Regions from separate parts of the Zea mays genome. Here region 1 is linked to region 2. A link is a contact called in public Hi-C data. All regions are on one chromosome and are shown on one strand. The core of a region is the stretch at or near the end of the contact, and the rest is flanking DNA. Distances in the headings are between cores, read along the strand shown. Region 1 has its middle 25 kb from the start of LOC103651394. Region 2 holds the start of LOC100282599 (pterin-4-alpha-carbinolamine dehydratase).

The links. A called contact is a pair of places that touch in the nucleus more often than the background predicts.
Region 1: a contact with region 2 is called in a Hi-C map of tassel, with 3 times the contacts expected there. The contact joins the enhancer-like site here to the promoter of LOC100282599 in region 2. A contact is called at or near these places in 4 of 25 Hi-C or Micro-C datasets (ear, leaf, tassel and 1 more).

What each region holds. Positions count from the first base shown.
Region 1 is chr3:217,203,877-217,211,479 of Zm-B73-REFERENCE-NAM-5.0, forward strand. No RefSeq gene overlaps it. Among protein-coding and RNA genes, the nearest start is that of LOC103651394, 25 kb to the right of the region's middle. Within about 2 kb of position 3,130, at least 17 of the 20 cell types and tissues checked have an H3K27ac peak or open chromatin away from gene starts, as enhancers often do. A contact at or near this core is called in ear, leaf and tassel, where this site is marked.
Region 2 is chr3:216,965,412-216,973,023 of Zm-B73-REFERENCE-NAM-5.0, forward strand. LOC100282599 (pterin-4-alpha-carbinolamine dehydratase) reads right to left here and starts at 3,671. Exons shown (of 7, transcript NM_001155507.3): 1 at 3,489-3,671; 2 at 3,316-3,377; 3 at 2,511-2,596; 4 at 1,705-1,790; 5 at 1,375-1,498; 6 at 784-852; 7 at 1-102. The coding sequence starts at 3,548. The coding sequence ends at 17.

The sequences.
Region 1 (7,603 bases), core at 1,880-4,379, 240 kb after region 2:
TGCACCGGACAGTGAACTGTTCACTGTCCGGTGCGCCATGAGTCCAACGGCTCTGTGTCAAGACTAGCCGTTGGAAGTGACCGTTGGCGCACCGGTGGCGCACCGTTGGCGCACCGGTGGCGCACCGGACTGTCCGGTGCGCCATCGCGCAGCAAGTTTCCTGTAACGGCTAGTTGGTGGGTGAGGGCTATTTATACCCCTTCCACCCACCATATTCAAAGTCTTGCTCTCCACATTTATTCCAGCACCTTGGTAGAGTATTGCAAGCACCAAAAGCCTTGTGAGGAGATTAGAGAATCATAATCCACGCCTGTTCCTCATTAGCGCTAGTGAGAGCCACCTAGAGCACACACCACTTGCATTAGGCTTCTCTTGGTCAAACGAAAGTCTATGGCTTGTTACTCTTGGTGATCGGCATCACCTAGACGGCTTGGTGGCGTGGGGAGCTCGGTGATCACCGTGAAGATCTTGTTGGTGACCCGACTCAAGTTTGTAAGCGGTCTCGAGGGATCCACCGCGCCGGAGTGGCAAAGGATCATCTCGTAGTGAGCACTTGGTTCTTGCGAGGACCAAGGGGGAGCGATACCCTTGCGCGGGTGCTCCAACGAGGACTAGTGGAGAGTGCCGACTCTTCGATACCTCGGGAAAAATTGGAGGAGTCTTCTAAACTTTGCTTTACATTCCGCACTTAATTTAAGCTATTTACTTTGTGTATTTGTTTAGCAAGTATTTGAAGCATTATCTTAGCTTTGTTACATTTCTAGTATTATTTTCTTAGTGCTAGTTGTTGGGGTGAAGTTGGGCTCTTGGTTAGCTCTTGCTTAGGTTTTAATTAGTGTTGATTTTTAGAAAAGCCCAATTCACCCCCCCTCTTGGGCATCGTGATCCTTTCACTTGTGGGAACTTTGTGTTCCAAGTGATTGAGAAGAGAAAGCTCACTCGGTCCGAGGGACCGTTTGAGAGAGGGAAGGGTTGAAAGAGACCCGGCCTTTGTGGCCTCCTCAACGGGGAGTAGGTTTGCAAGAACCGAACCTCGGTAAAACAAATCTACGTGTCACACTCCTTATTCGCTTGCGATTTGTTTTGCGCTCTCTCTCGCGGACTCGATTATATTCCTAACGCTAACCCGGCTTGTAGTTGTGATTATTTTTTAAGAATTTCAGTTTCGCCCTATTCACCCCCCCTCTAGGCGACTTTCACTAGGTAACTCATTAAAAATAGGCCCGACTGTTGTTGGTCCGGACGGTCCGCGCTCACGTGCGGACGGTCCGGGCATGTGCAGATCGGCTGATTTGCTGCCGATTTGCGGTTGCTCAGGGTACGTGTCCATCGGCATCCCATAAAGGGGTTGTGACTGGTCGTGACAACCTGTAGCCGATGTGTTACGCGTGTTACCTCCTAACTCAACCTCGTGCGAAGGAAAATTGGCGATACTAGATTTATCAAATGCACGTACTAGTCTCTTAAGATCGCTTTGCATACCCCCTATGATGTTCTGCATTTGTTCACGCTGATCTTCTACATAATTTCTAAGAGATTGCAGATCGTTGGTATTACTTACATTGGGGATATCTGGCGTGGTTGGAGCGAAGCCGGATCCGTCGCCCGATATCGGACGACCTTGTTGTTCCTGTCCACTTTGAAGTTGGCCAAGAACTTTGCTTTCGCCTCCTGGATCATCCGCTCCTTGTGCTCCTCGAACTGGAGCTGCTCGTCAGCCGGCAAGGTTTACCAAGTCGGCTCTATGATGTTGCTTGGAGAAATATCAGAGCTATCCCTTGAACCGGCCATTGAGGGCCGATTTGATGAGCTTAGATGTGTTTTCCCCAGCGGAGTCGCCAAAAAGTATGTTGACACCTTTTTGGAGGCGCCAATCACTTCAAAAGAACCGGCGGCGGTGCTCTCTGGTCAGGCGCGGACGGTCCGCGGCACAGGGCCGGACGGTCCGCGTACTGGCGCGAGACGGCGGTGCTCTCTGGTCAGGCGCGGACGGTCCGCGCACAGGGACCGGACGGTCCGCGGCCTGGTGCAGGAGCTCGGGTTCCCTGCCTGACGACCGGACGGTCCGCGCCCTAGGGCCGGACGGTCCGCGCGTGCGCAGGGGCGGCGGAAGTCGCCGGCGGCAGCCTGGATCTCGCTCCCGGGAGGGACCCCGTCGGGGAGGAGAGATCCTATGAGTTGTATAGGCTCGGGTAAACCGACCTAGACTCCTCTAATCGACGTAGAGTCGAAGAGAGGCGAAAAATTTGGAGATCGAGGGGCTAAACCTAAACTAGACTAGAACTACTCCTAGAATAAAATGCGAAATAGAAGTTGTTGATTCGATTGTTCATTATAAATCGGCCGTAGACCTCTCTATTTATAGAGGAGGGGGGTTGGACCCTTTACCGTCAAAACTCCGAGCAAATCCCGGGATTTTCGCCAACAAACGCAGCGAAAAACTCGGAACCCTAATCTGTTCTACACGTGCGCGGACCGTCCGGCCCACAGGTGCGGACCGTCCGGATCGCGGACCGTCCGGCCTTATGGCCGGACTGTCCGCACCTCAATTTGGTGCTCAACAGGCTCGTTGGGAAAAAGCGAAGGCGTGCCTGTTTCGCTTCGCTTCTTTGCGCGCTCCGATCAGACACGGTTTAAAAAAAACCCAAAAAATGCGCCGGTGTTCCTGCAGCGTTGAAATGAAAAACTACCATATATAGAAAAGTTTAGCTGAAGTTGTTCAGATAAACTAGCTGGTTACACTTTAGCTTCAGTGAATCCAAATAATAACAAGTAGGAATGGTCATAATTTCTCAGTTGCAGACTTGACGTTGGCATCGGCTTCAGAAATGTGATGCATGAGCATGAGGCAACCTGTCTGGGCGCGTTGCTGTGGGACGGCCCAATATGTTTCCGGCACCAACCACGGGATTAATTGGCTCCTTTCGGGAGCAAATTGTGACCAGTTAATTCCGGCCCATTCTAAACTGTACCTGTACATGCATACTTTTGTGCTTCTTCTCTGAAGGTCGCATTTTGATTTTCCGATTTTGGTGGCGTCGGGGGCGGAAGGAGAGGAGAGAGAAATGATGGAGAGCGCCTGAAAAAGGGGGGGGGGGGGGGGGGTCCATATCCGATATGGGCTTAACACACTTAGATGGGCCAGGCCCCGGGGCATGGGCCGAAGGCCTGAATCCGTCCCTGGCTGTACGGCTAGCGCCTTCACCCACCTCCCAATCAAATTCTTCTATAATCTCTACTCTCTATATCTATACTATACTTAAAGCACCAGTTTCAACGGTCGTCACGCGCCATTTTTTTTCAAATAACCCCCACGGCTATTTCAAATTAATCTGATGCACGTCTATAGACGTCAAACGACGTCCGACACGGCCTAGATGCACGTGGAACACAACTATGGTACAGGCACGTCATGCCGGCCTGCTAACTGTGTCGGGCCAACCCGTTAGCCCGTCGATCCATTTAATTAAATCAGCGTAACAACGCCCGACACGGGTAGATGCACGCGGGCCACAACTATGACACATGCATGTCATGCCGGCCTGCTAATTGTGTTGGGCCAGCCCTTTAGCCCGTCGATCCATTTAATTAAATCAGCGTAAAATGTTAAAAAACGGTGCAAGAGGTGGGGTTCGAACCCATGCCCTGATGGAAGAAGGGCGGGAGACACTAAGTGAAACTGTCTAAACAGTATAACATCACGCTAATATGTTTTTAATATTGAATATAAATTGTATATACGTATATACATTTTTTTGTAAAATAAAAAAATAATCGTGTTGGGCCGGGCCAGCACTACGGGCCGAGGCTACAGCCCAAGCACGGCACGACGTTCTTTGCTCTTGCAAGCAATAGTCGTTTCTGAGACCACATTGACGCAATTGACTACATGGTGTTTGAGGTTGCTGAATTAGATGGAGCAGCAATGATTTGTCACACTAACAGCAAAATGAAAGGTTATTTGTTGGTTTTAAACGTTAGTAATTGCTACGAATTAGCGTAATTTATATGGAGCACATCCAGTTTTTATTGATGCCGGACTTTAGCAATCACTCCATATTTTGATCTATCTTTTTTATAAGTTTGACTTCATGGGACTTATTTTATAAACTTGATCTCACAAACTTTCTCTTATTTGGTCTCTATATGATAGAGTTGTGTCATTTTATAATCTCTGTTCATTCAGTCAATCGTTGTGAACTCTCTTCTAATCGCTCACTTCATTGGTCGTATTGTACCAGGACATATTTGCATGGAGTAAACAATAACATCAGTTAGCCAAATCAAAAAATATATTATACAGAGAGCGGAGACAATCAATAAAAAATCTTGATTTTTTTTGATGGATAGTTTACGTAGGTATTGTTGTAAGCCGTCGCAACGCACAGGCAACCGACTAGTTATACTTAAAACACCAGTTTCAACGGTCGTCCTGCGTCATCTTTTTACAAAAAAGTTCCTACATTTCTTCTAAATCAACTCAGCATAAAATATTAAAAAGCAGAGCAGGATGTGGGGTTTGAACCCACACCCTGATGGAAGAAGGGTGGAAGACACTGTCTAACTAGTAGAACATAATGCTCAAGTATTTATAATATTAAATATAAATTGTACATATGTATATATGATTTTTTTTGTAAAATAAAAAATAATAACCATGCCGGGCCAGCACTATGGGCTGAGGCTATGGCCCAAACACCGCACGACGCTCGTGTCGGGTTAGCCCAGACACTATTAAATGGGTCGTGCCTCGGGTCAGCTCGCCAGACACGGTCCATTTAGCCATCTATACCTCCGCATGAAAATGATAGTCCTCACCTCAGTTGCTACCACCTCGTTTGTCATTCTACTTTTTTCTCTCTCCCCTCATGCCTCCACCTCCGCGCCACCCCATTCTCGCCAGAGGGCGCCTCCTCCCCATATTCATCCGACACTAGCCCCGACACCGACTCGCGCAGTGGCTATTGCACGTCCACGAGGACGTTTCATATCATGCGCGCACCATCGTTTTCGCCGTCGTCGGACATGTCGTTCGTCTTTCTTGCCTTCGCCCTGTTCTTCCACCCCAACATGCTGCCCCTGCCCATGATCGCAGCCGCGAGCCAACCGACGCTCGCCAAAGTGGGTACAGGGCGAGTCAGTCATGCTCCTAGCCTTTCTCCGTGTATGCCGTCGAGGAGGACATGGTGGCGTCTGCCACGCTTAGATTATCTTAGCAGTGAGGAGTCCAGGTCTGAGATATTGGACTACTAAGGCCCGTAACGTGGCAGCAGTCAGCATATGCTACGGAGTTGGTGGTGGTGTTGTGTCGCTTCGGTGGATTCAAGGCTGGGAATACACTCACATTCTCTCGCCCTTCTCGGACAGACGCCTGGTGTGCTTCTTTCTCCGCATGCGTGCTCTCTCCATATATATCTAGCGGTATACTACCTATGTCGCCTCTAGATGCTTAGGTCTTTGTTGTGTCCTTTGGCAACGAACAGGTATGCTCGCCTCTTCTTTTCCCCTCCTGCTCTACAAAACCTTGGAAGTGGGAGAGGCGAGGGATGAGGGTCTCTGATTTGCTGCCTATGGTACCCATGCGTTTATAAAAAACTAGTCGGTTGCCTGGCGTTGTGACGGCTTACAACAATACCCACGTAAACTATTCACCAAAAAATCTCAAAATTTTTTATTGATTGTCTCCGCTCTCCGTATAATATTTTTTTATTTGGCTAACTGATGTTATTGTTTACTCCATCCATATGTCTTGGTACAACACGACCAATGAAGTGAGCGATTAGAAGAGAGTTCACAACGACTGACTGAACAAACAGAGATTATAGAATGACATAATTCCACCATACAGAGACCAAATAAGAGATAGTTTGTGAGCTCAAGTTTCTAAAATAAGTCACATGAACTCAAACTTATAAAAAATAGATTAAAATATGGAGTTATTGCTAAAGTCAGGCATCAATAAAAACTAGATGCGCTCCACATAAATTATGCTACTTCGTAGCAATTACTAACGTTTAAAACCAACAAATAACCTTTCATTTTACTATTAGTGTGACAAATCATTGTTGCTCCATCCAATTCAGCAACCTCAAACACCATGGAGTCCATTGCGCCAATGTAGTCTCAGAAATGATATAATGCTTGCAAGAACCAAGAACGTTGTGTCGTGTTTGGGCTGTAGCCTCGGCCCGTAGTGTTGGTCTGACCCGGCACAATTATATCTTTTATTTTACAAAAAAACATATATACATATGTACAATTTATATTTAATATTAAAACATCTAGCATGATATTCTACTGGTTAGATAGCTTCACCCAGTGTCTCTTGCCCTTCTTCCATCAGGGCATGAGTTCAAACCCTACCTTCTGCACCATTCTTAACATTTTACGTTGCTTTAATCAAATGGGCCGACAGGCTAACGAGCCGGCCTAGCACAGTCAGTAGGCTGGCATGACGTTCCTAGGCTAGAGCTGTGGCCCACGGGCGTATGGCTCGTGCCGGGCCACCGTTTGGCCATCTATAGACATGCAACGTGTTAATTGAAATAACTGTGAGAGCTTATTTGTAAAAAAAATGACGTGGACGACCGTTGAAACTTGTGCTTTAAGTATAGTAGAGATATTATGCGAAGAGTGGAGACAACCAATAAAAAATCTTAAGATTTTTTTGGATAATTTACGTGAGTATTGTTGTGAGCCGTGCGTAGCTTGCTTCTTACCATGAGCTTGAAGGGCAGGGATGCGTTCTCTAGATGCGAATAGTTAGAACCCGTTCATCTATCTATCTAACCTTGGTAATGTGAATGGGTTAGGGGTGACGGGCAAGCCAAAGCTGGTAAATAAAAAGAAGTGGGACGTGTTTTTACCTGTCCTCTGGTTAGTATCTTTCCAGCATTTATAGCTTTGTTAGCGGGTGGTTAGTTAGTGTTTGATTGAGGCCTAAGCTCGTGTAGCAATGCGGGCTCGCTCATTCAATTAATTATCAAGTTGGGTTTGCTTTTCAACAAATAGCTTCAGACTTTAGCTTCTTACTTATTGTGTGTAGTCCCGTTCTTTGCTTATTTATGGTTATTTGTGTAGTCGAGTCGAGTAGTACGTATCTTACTTTGTTTTTTGTTTGGTGGTGTAGCAAATATAGACTTCAGAGAGTATATATAGAAAGTCTGTCTATCTAGGAGGCATAGTTAGATCGTTTTTCCAATGCATGGTAAGTCCAATGGGCTATTATTTTCTTCTTAAAGAAAGGCAATTACCTAAGTAGAAATAGCACAATCCACTCTATAAGGGCAATGCGCATTAAATTACGTCGGCTGTCAAGGCTTTTTCCGCTTTTTCACTAAATAGTCCTCCCTTGCTATTATTGCCACTCTATATAGCAGTTTGTAATCCTAATTTTCAATCTCGCGAATTCAATAAAAAGAACTCAAGGCTGCGACATCCACTTTAAGACTAGTTAAAAAGAAAAGGTTCCACCCTTCTAGTTAGACAACCGATATGCGACATCATACTTAGTATGGGAGTTGCCGCTGATCTGCGACATCAATAGATAAGCATGGTATGCGAATATGTGTTGTTGATCTCTGCATCGCGATGCTACTTTCGT
Region 2 (7,612 bases), core at 2,421-4,920:
GCTTCTGAGACATTGGCTATTTAGCTTTCTTCCTTATAATGCCGTCTAAAGTGAGATGATTGATCTTCGCAGCAAGGATGAAATCATTACTTGTTAAACCTCCTATAAACACAATAAATGATCAATATCCGAGCAAAGGCATGCCTCAGTTTTAAATAGAAAGGAAGTTGAACATGGTTTCCGGCTCACAATGGAAGTGCAATTGCATAATATTGACACCCAAAACAAGATCTAAGAGGCACCTAGTGCTAACCCACTAGCAATAGTAGGTAGACTAAAGTAACAGTTCAGTTTGATCCTGTAATCCTACAGTATATCCATTGTTGTGAACTATAGCAGAATAAATGATTCAATATAAACAAGTGATTTTATCTTTTTAAACTTTAGCATACCTTTCCATGGGCAAATTTGTAATTACAAGGTCATGTTCTGAGCTCATACTTTTCACTTAAACTTTACATGATTGAGTTCCTTAAAAAGAATCTAATATTTGATTGCTTCGAGATATTTAAAACCATGTATAGATATAATGAAGCACAAGAAAAAAAGGCATATGTGTTCTGGTTATTTGGATGGGAAAAATGCAAACTGATTGATAACAATGTTCAAATCCTTGAAACAATAAATTTAATGATGGAAAAATTGCCTGGTCATCAGACTTATTGCGACCAAGATGTGTCTAGTTTTGGAATGAATAATTCGAAAAGAAGCTAATACAAGTCATTTGCCTAAGTGCCACATAAAATCAAAATAAACTAGAAAAAAAACACATGAATCACTTACTGACAGAATGAGTCCAAACATCAATTTTCACATTATTCCAACCAACAAGATGAAGATCTGGATGGTGACCTGGAAAAGGCATATATGTTTGAACATGCTGTGGTCACATTGTTATAAAAGAAAATTTTGCACCAATTTGTTGGATTCTATGTGAATAGAAAAACTTACGACCAGTTTTAGGCTGTTTTCACCAAAATATGAAACTTTCACAACATGCTATACATAATTGTCATGTGTAATTGTGCAACTAGAGTAAACACTGTCTGCAGTATATAGATGCAAAATAGCTTGGTTCTGACATCTTGTATTTATGAGGGAATAGCTATCTCATGAAATGTTTCAGTTTCCTTCATGAAAATTCTAGAATAATTCCCCAAATTTAACTGGATTAGGGTTCGTGGCTCTCATGTCCATTATGTTGTTCAGATAACAATCATAGGAGAACAGGCAGTTAGCGAACTCATTCTACAGATAAAACGGTTGGAATTGCAGTTTCTTGGATTGATTCTAATTTTTAGACAATAAAGATGAAAGAGTTGACTATTTGCCAAAGAAATAAAGACAACGGGTAATATGAAGAAAAAAAAGGACCTTCTTCCTCAGCAATAGCAGCAACAAGCTGAAAGAACTCAAGTCCTTTAACAAAGTTCTTCACCTTCCATGTTCTATGTAATTTCAGAACACCACCTTCAGTGATCAGTTCCCAACCATTCACCTGTTTTCAGGTATCAGCCAATGGAGTAGGAATTAGGATGATCTTAAGGGTTGATTTGGTGACAAGGGGATCCCGGGAGGATCGGAGGGGATTGAGGGGGAAATGAACTAATTTCTCCCTCAATCCCCTCCGATCCTCCCGGGATTCCGGGTCAACAAATCAACCCTAATCAAAATTTTCACTGCAAAAATATACATGATCAAGACCTGTTCAAGCAACTTTTTAGCAGAATCTTCTGACATGGGACCTAAATCCTTAGAGTTGCATGGAACACAGCTTTTCATTGCTAATTCTGAAATAACAAAAATGCATAGGATTATTTAAAGAGTGTAAGGCGGAGAAATACCAGTAAAGAGTTAAAAAAATTCTGGTCTTTAGAAGAATATGATCCTATTTTTTCTAAAATATTTTTTCTTATGAAGAATAAAATATAATGACTTCAGGAGTATAAAAGCTTTGCAGCATATGTAATCAATGCATCACTATTTGTTCACCATGGTCATAAGAAGGTACCCTAACTGTAACTTAGGAAGTACAATCATACTTGCACGTTTATGATGAGCTTGTTATAGTCTTGCCACTTTTACATTTCAAAAGAATTCATATGAGAAGGATTACTTCAAATCACTAAAAAGATAGATAACATGACAAAATATAGAATGGTGTGACTTTTCCATGTCTTACAACGTTGTCAGCGACAGATAAGATGCTTACATAACAACATTAAGGCCCTGTTTGGAACCTCTAGAGCTAATAGCTAGCTGTTAAAATTAGCTGTAGAGGTTCCAAACGCCCCCAGCTAATTGTTAGCTAACTCACAGCTAACAATTAGTTTATTAGCTAGCTTAGCCCAGCTAACAATTTGTTAACTTACTAACTATTAGCTCTAGGGTTTCAAACAAGGCCTAATACGTATAAAATTGATGAAAGCATTAATGCACTCAAATCTGGGTGAGATAAATTTCAGTCAGTAAGAGACAACTTTGAAGAAACCAATGTATATGAAGATGACCTTGACTCTCAGGGGAGCTATGGCACCCTCTTGCAGTCAAACTTTTATTTTTGTATTGCCTTGTAATGTCCATCTGATAGAAAGAGCTGCATAAATAGCGATGTTTGTATTCAGTGAACAGAATATAAAAAAATGCGCAGAGGATATGAAATAATACCATTTATCAGGGTGCTTGAAACAAAAGAGTCAAGGTGATTTGGTCATTCGGTGGATCATCATGACCCATGAGTTCAGAAAACGATAAGCAGAGCTTTACAAACATGGTTTGCTGGGTCCAATTTTACATTGTTTTCATATCTAGCCTTCCATATAACAGGCATGAAAAGGGTTTTTTTATTGAGTAAAAATGTTAGGGGGCAAGGTTGTGTCAAGTACCTCATCGCATTTCTTCAGTAGCATATCAAGCAGTGTAGAGTACTTAAAATACCAACCAAGTGTAACAACTCTTTGGTTCACTAAATAGATCGTTATAAACAAAAAGTACAAATGCCCAATTCCACATGAAACATCAATTCTTAATCGTTCCTTGAGTGGGCTCTTTCAATTCCTCGAAAGGCCATTCTTTCAAGTTAATAATCTGATTATAGAACAAAAACACTATGCTCCTGGGACACGAGCCAAATAGCATTGAACTAAATATAATAAAGTTTCATACACAAAATGGTTCCTGTGGTCCCAGTTGCTAGAATTAACAGCCTTCGCTGAAGTTCTTGCACCGGCCTAGCAATAGCCACTCGTAGGGCACGCAGCCGCACACAGCTACTGCGATGATGCTCAGAAAGCTGCAGGTAGAACGAGGATATACCGTACAGATCCAAGATGCGAAGCCTTCCAGCGGACGAGAGGCCAGCGAGAAGCTGCCTGTGCCTGCACAGCCATTAAAAAGAGAGGCGCATCAGCAGTGCACGGGAGGTGTTTGCTGATATATTTACACGGAGATCGGAGGAATCCTCTCATGCGCAGTTGCGCATGGCGCACCTGTGCTACGTAGGAGCGCGATAGGAGGAGACGCGCTCGCACCGTTGCGGTCCGGATCATCGGTAGCTCCTGGCCCCCGCGGGCCGGATCCGGAGAGGGAAAACGGAGAACGTTTTGCGTGGCGCCTGAGAAGAGAGACGAGAGGCACGGCAGAGATTTTTGCAATTTTGGACTCGACATCGGCCGGCTTCCGAGAATTGGCAACGGGAACCACGCAATTGCGTTTTTGAAATTATAATGGTGAGCTCTTTGGAAAAATGGCAATAGACTCTGCTAATCGTCATTAGCCTCTTTTTAGGTCTGGAAATGGATGTCTGGAAATCCGAATTATTTTATTTGTATTCGCTAAAACTGATAATATAGATATCTGTATCCGTATTCGATTTTAATATGAATGTCAAATGGATTTATAGTACTTTTCTCTATCCGATTTCATATTTGTATTCGAAAAAACCGTGAAACATCTGATACTATCCATATCTAGAAAAAAATATGTACCATGAAACCATTTAAAACTTAATTTTATCGCTAATTACTAATTAAAAACGATTTTAGGTTTAATAATATACTAGAAAAATGTTATATATCATTTAAAATATTAAAAATATCTATATAATAAATAAATAAATAAATAAATAAATAAATAAATAAATCAACCTTATATTTCTAGTGATATTCAAGAATAAAATTCAATAAGTTTCATAAACATTCAATTATAACTCTCAACTTTATCTATATAGTGAACACATCTCAACGAACTTCAATAAACATTCAACTATAACTCTCCACACTACCGGAATCGCGTTCTTTGTCGAGTGTCTAAAACACTCGGGAAAGGTTATTTTACACTCGGAAGAAAAACACTCGACAAATTAAGAATCGAAAAAAACAAAAAAAATAGCAAAACATTTTTTTATTAAATTATAGGAACCAACTCTCCAACCCTACCTATTATTTACCCCATTGCCCTATCATTTTTCACTATTATTTTGAATCAAAGTTATAATATATTTTATGAATAATGAGATTCAAACTCGCAACCTCTCTCTCGCGCATACCCTCCTATACCACTACACTACTACACCAATTATGTCTATATTACGTTTTCATTTCCCATGTACTATAACAAATCGAGTGTAATCTGATTATTTAAGACACTACTAGTCGGTTGCCCGTGCGTTGCGACGGCTTACAACAATATCCACGTAAGAGCATCTTCAAGAGAGGCTCTAAACATGGTCCTATTTTAAATATAGAGCTCAAAACCATAAAACATTCTTCTAACAGCGGCCCTATTTTATAAAATTTCATCAAATGGTTATAGGGCTCGGTATCTCGGGTCCTAAATATAGTACCCATATACTGGAGCCTGAGAGCACCTAGAGGGGGGGGTGAATAGGTGATCCTGTGAAACTTAAAACTTAAGCCACAAAACTTGGTTAATTGTTAGCACAATAATTGCCAAGTGGCTAGAGAGGAATCTCAACAAAACACAATAACCAACAAGATCAAACACAGAGATGGCACGGTGGTTATCCCGTGGTTCGGCCAAGACCAACGCTTGCCTACTCCACGTTGTGGCGTCCCAACGGACGAGGGTTGCAATCAACCCCTCTCAAGTGGTCCAAAGACCCACTTGAATACCACGGTGTTTTGCTTACTTTTTCTCAATCCCGTTTGCAAGGAATCTCCACAACTTGGAGCCTCTCGCCCTTACACTTGAAATTCACAAGAAGCACGGAGCAAGGGAGGGATTAGCAACGCACTCAAGACAGAAATCACAGCAACACCACGCACACAAGTCGCAACGAGAGCTCACAACACAACTCAATGAGTTCACCACTCAACTAGAGCTCTAATCGCTATCGCAAAGAATCAAAGGCGCGGAGTTGATGTCTTGGTGCTTAGGAATGCTTAGGAGATGCTTGTTGTACTCCTCCATGCGCCTAGGGGTCCCTTTTATAGCCCCAAGGCAGCTAGGAGCCGTTGAGAGCAATCTAGGAAGGCTGATCTTGTCTTCTGTCGACTGGCGCACCGGACAGTCCGGTGCACACCGGACAGTGTCCGGTGCCCGATTTCTTTCCTTAAATGACGAAGCCGACCGTTGCGGATTCGGGAGCCGTTGGCACACCGGACATGTCCGGTGCACACCGGACAGTCCGGTGCCCCCTTCTAGCCGTTGGCTTGGCCACGTGTCCCGCGCAGATCGCGCGGCCGACCGTTGGCCCGACCGACCGTTGGCTCACCGGACAGTCCGGTGCACACCGGACAGTCCGGTGAATTATAGCCGTACGTCGCCGGTGAATTCCCGAGAGCGGCCACTTCGCTCGAACCAGCCTGGCGCACCGGACACTGTCCGGTGCACCACCGGACAGTCCGGTGCTCCCAGACTGAGCAGATTCTTGGCTGCCCGAGCCAAGACATTTCCAATTGGATTTTTCCTGTTTCCAGCACTTAGACACAATACATTAGTCCACAAAACAAAGTACTAAGTCTGAGAAACATACCTTTATTCTTGATTTGTACTTTGTCCACCATTTTACACTTAGGCACTTGTGTTGGACACTAAACCACCAAAATACTTAGAAATGGCCCAAGAGCACATTTCCCTTTCAATCTCCCCCTTTTTGGTGATTTATGCCAACACAACATAATGCAAGTAGAACAAGTACAAAATCACTTCAAATAAGAACTCAAATTATTTTGATTCAAATTTGACCTATATGGATCACTCTATGCCACCACTTGGTTTGTTTTTGCAAATCAAACTCAAATTCCTATCTCTAAGTCAAAACCACTTGTAGAGACATAAAGAGAGGTTTTCCAAAGAAATTTGATCAAGGATTCCAAAAAATCCCCCTTTTTCCCATAATCAACACTTCTCCCCACAAGAGGCCAACTTTTGACATAAGAGACAATAAAAGAGTTTTGACAAACCAAAAGCTCTAATCTACTATTTTCAAAATTTCTCAAGTGGTAGTTGATCCATCTATTGCTTTGGCCTTTATTTTCTCCCCCTTTGGCATCAAGCACCAAAACGGGATCAATCTTGGCCCTTTAACCCCATTGCCTCACCAAAATCATCAAATGAGAACACAAAGGCAATAAGAGTATAAAGATGGACTTGGAAAAGTTACTCTTTTCATCGGAGTGCAGTGGAAGTCTTGCATGGTCCAAGTCCACCTTTTCCCTTTCAATCCTCCTTTGAGGCTAAAACAACCAAACTCAAGTACATGGTTAGTCTCAAAGGGTCAAGTTGTAGCACAGCTCCCCCTAAATATGTGCATCACTTGCAAAAAGGACTTGTGAGGTCCAGGGAGTGTTTGTACAACTTGAGCACCAAAATACGCAACAATATGCAGAATGAACATGATCAAAGGCATAAACACATGTATGCTATAATTCAATCCAAGTTCCGCGAATCTAAGATATTGAGCTCACTACGCAGCCTGCAAAAGGTCTTCTCATCTAGAGGCTTGGTAAAGATATCGGCTAGCTGGTTCTCGGTGCTAACATGAAACACTTCGATATCTCCCTTTTGCTGGTGGTCTCTCAAAAAGTGATGCCGGATGTCTATGTGCTTTGTGCGGCTGTGTTCAACAGGATTTTCCGCCATGCGGATAGCACTCTCATTATCACATAGGAGTGGGACTTTGCTCAGATTGTAGCCAAAGTCCCTGAGGGTTTGCCTCATCCAAAGTAGTTGCGCGCAACACTGTCCTGTGGCAACATACTCGGCCTCAGCGGTGGATAGGGCAATGGAAGTTTGTTTCTTAGAGTTCCATGACACCAGAGACCTTCCTAAGAATTGGCACGTCCCCTATGTACTCTTCCTATCGACCTTACATCCAGCATAGTCGGAATCTGAATATCTGATTAAGTCAAAGGTAGACCCCTTTGGATACCAGATCCTGAAGCAAGGCGTAGCAACTAAATATCTAAGAATTCGCTTTACCGCCACTAAGTGACACTCCTTAGGATCGGATTGAAATCTAGCACACATGCATACGCTAAGCATAATATCCGGTCTACTAGCACATAAGTAAAGTAACGATCCTATCATTGACCGGTATGCCTTTTGATCAACGGACTTACCTCCTTTGTTGAGGTCGGTGTGTCCGTCG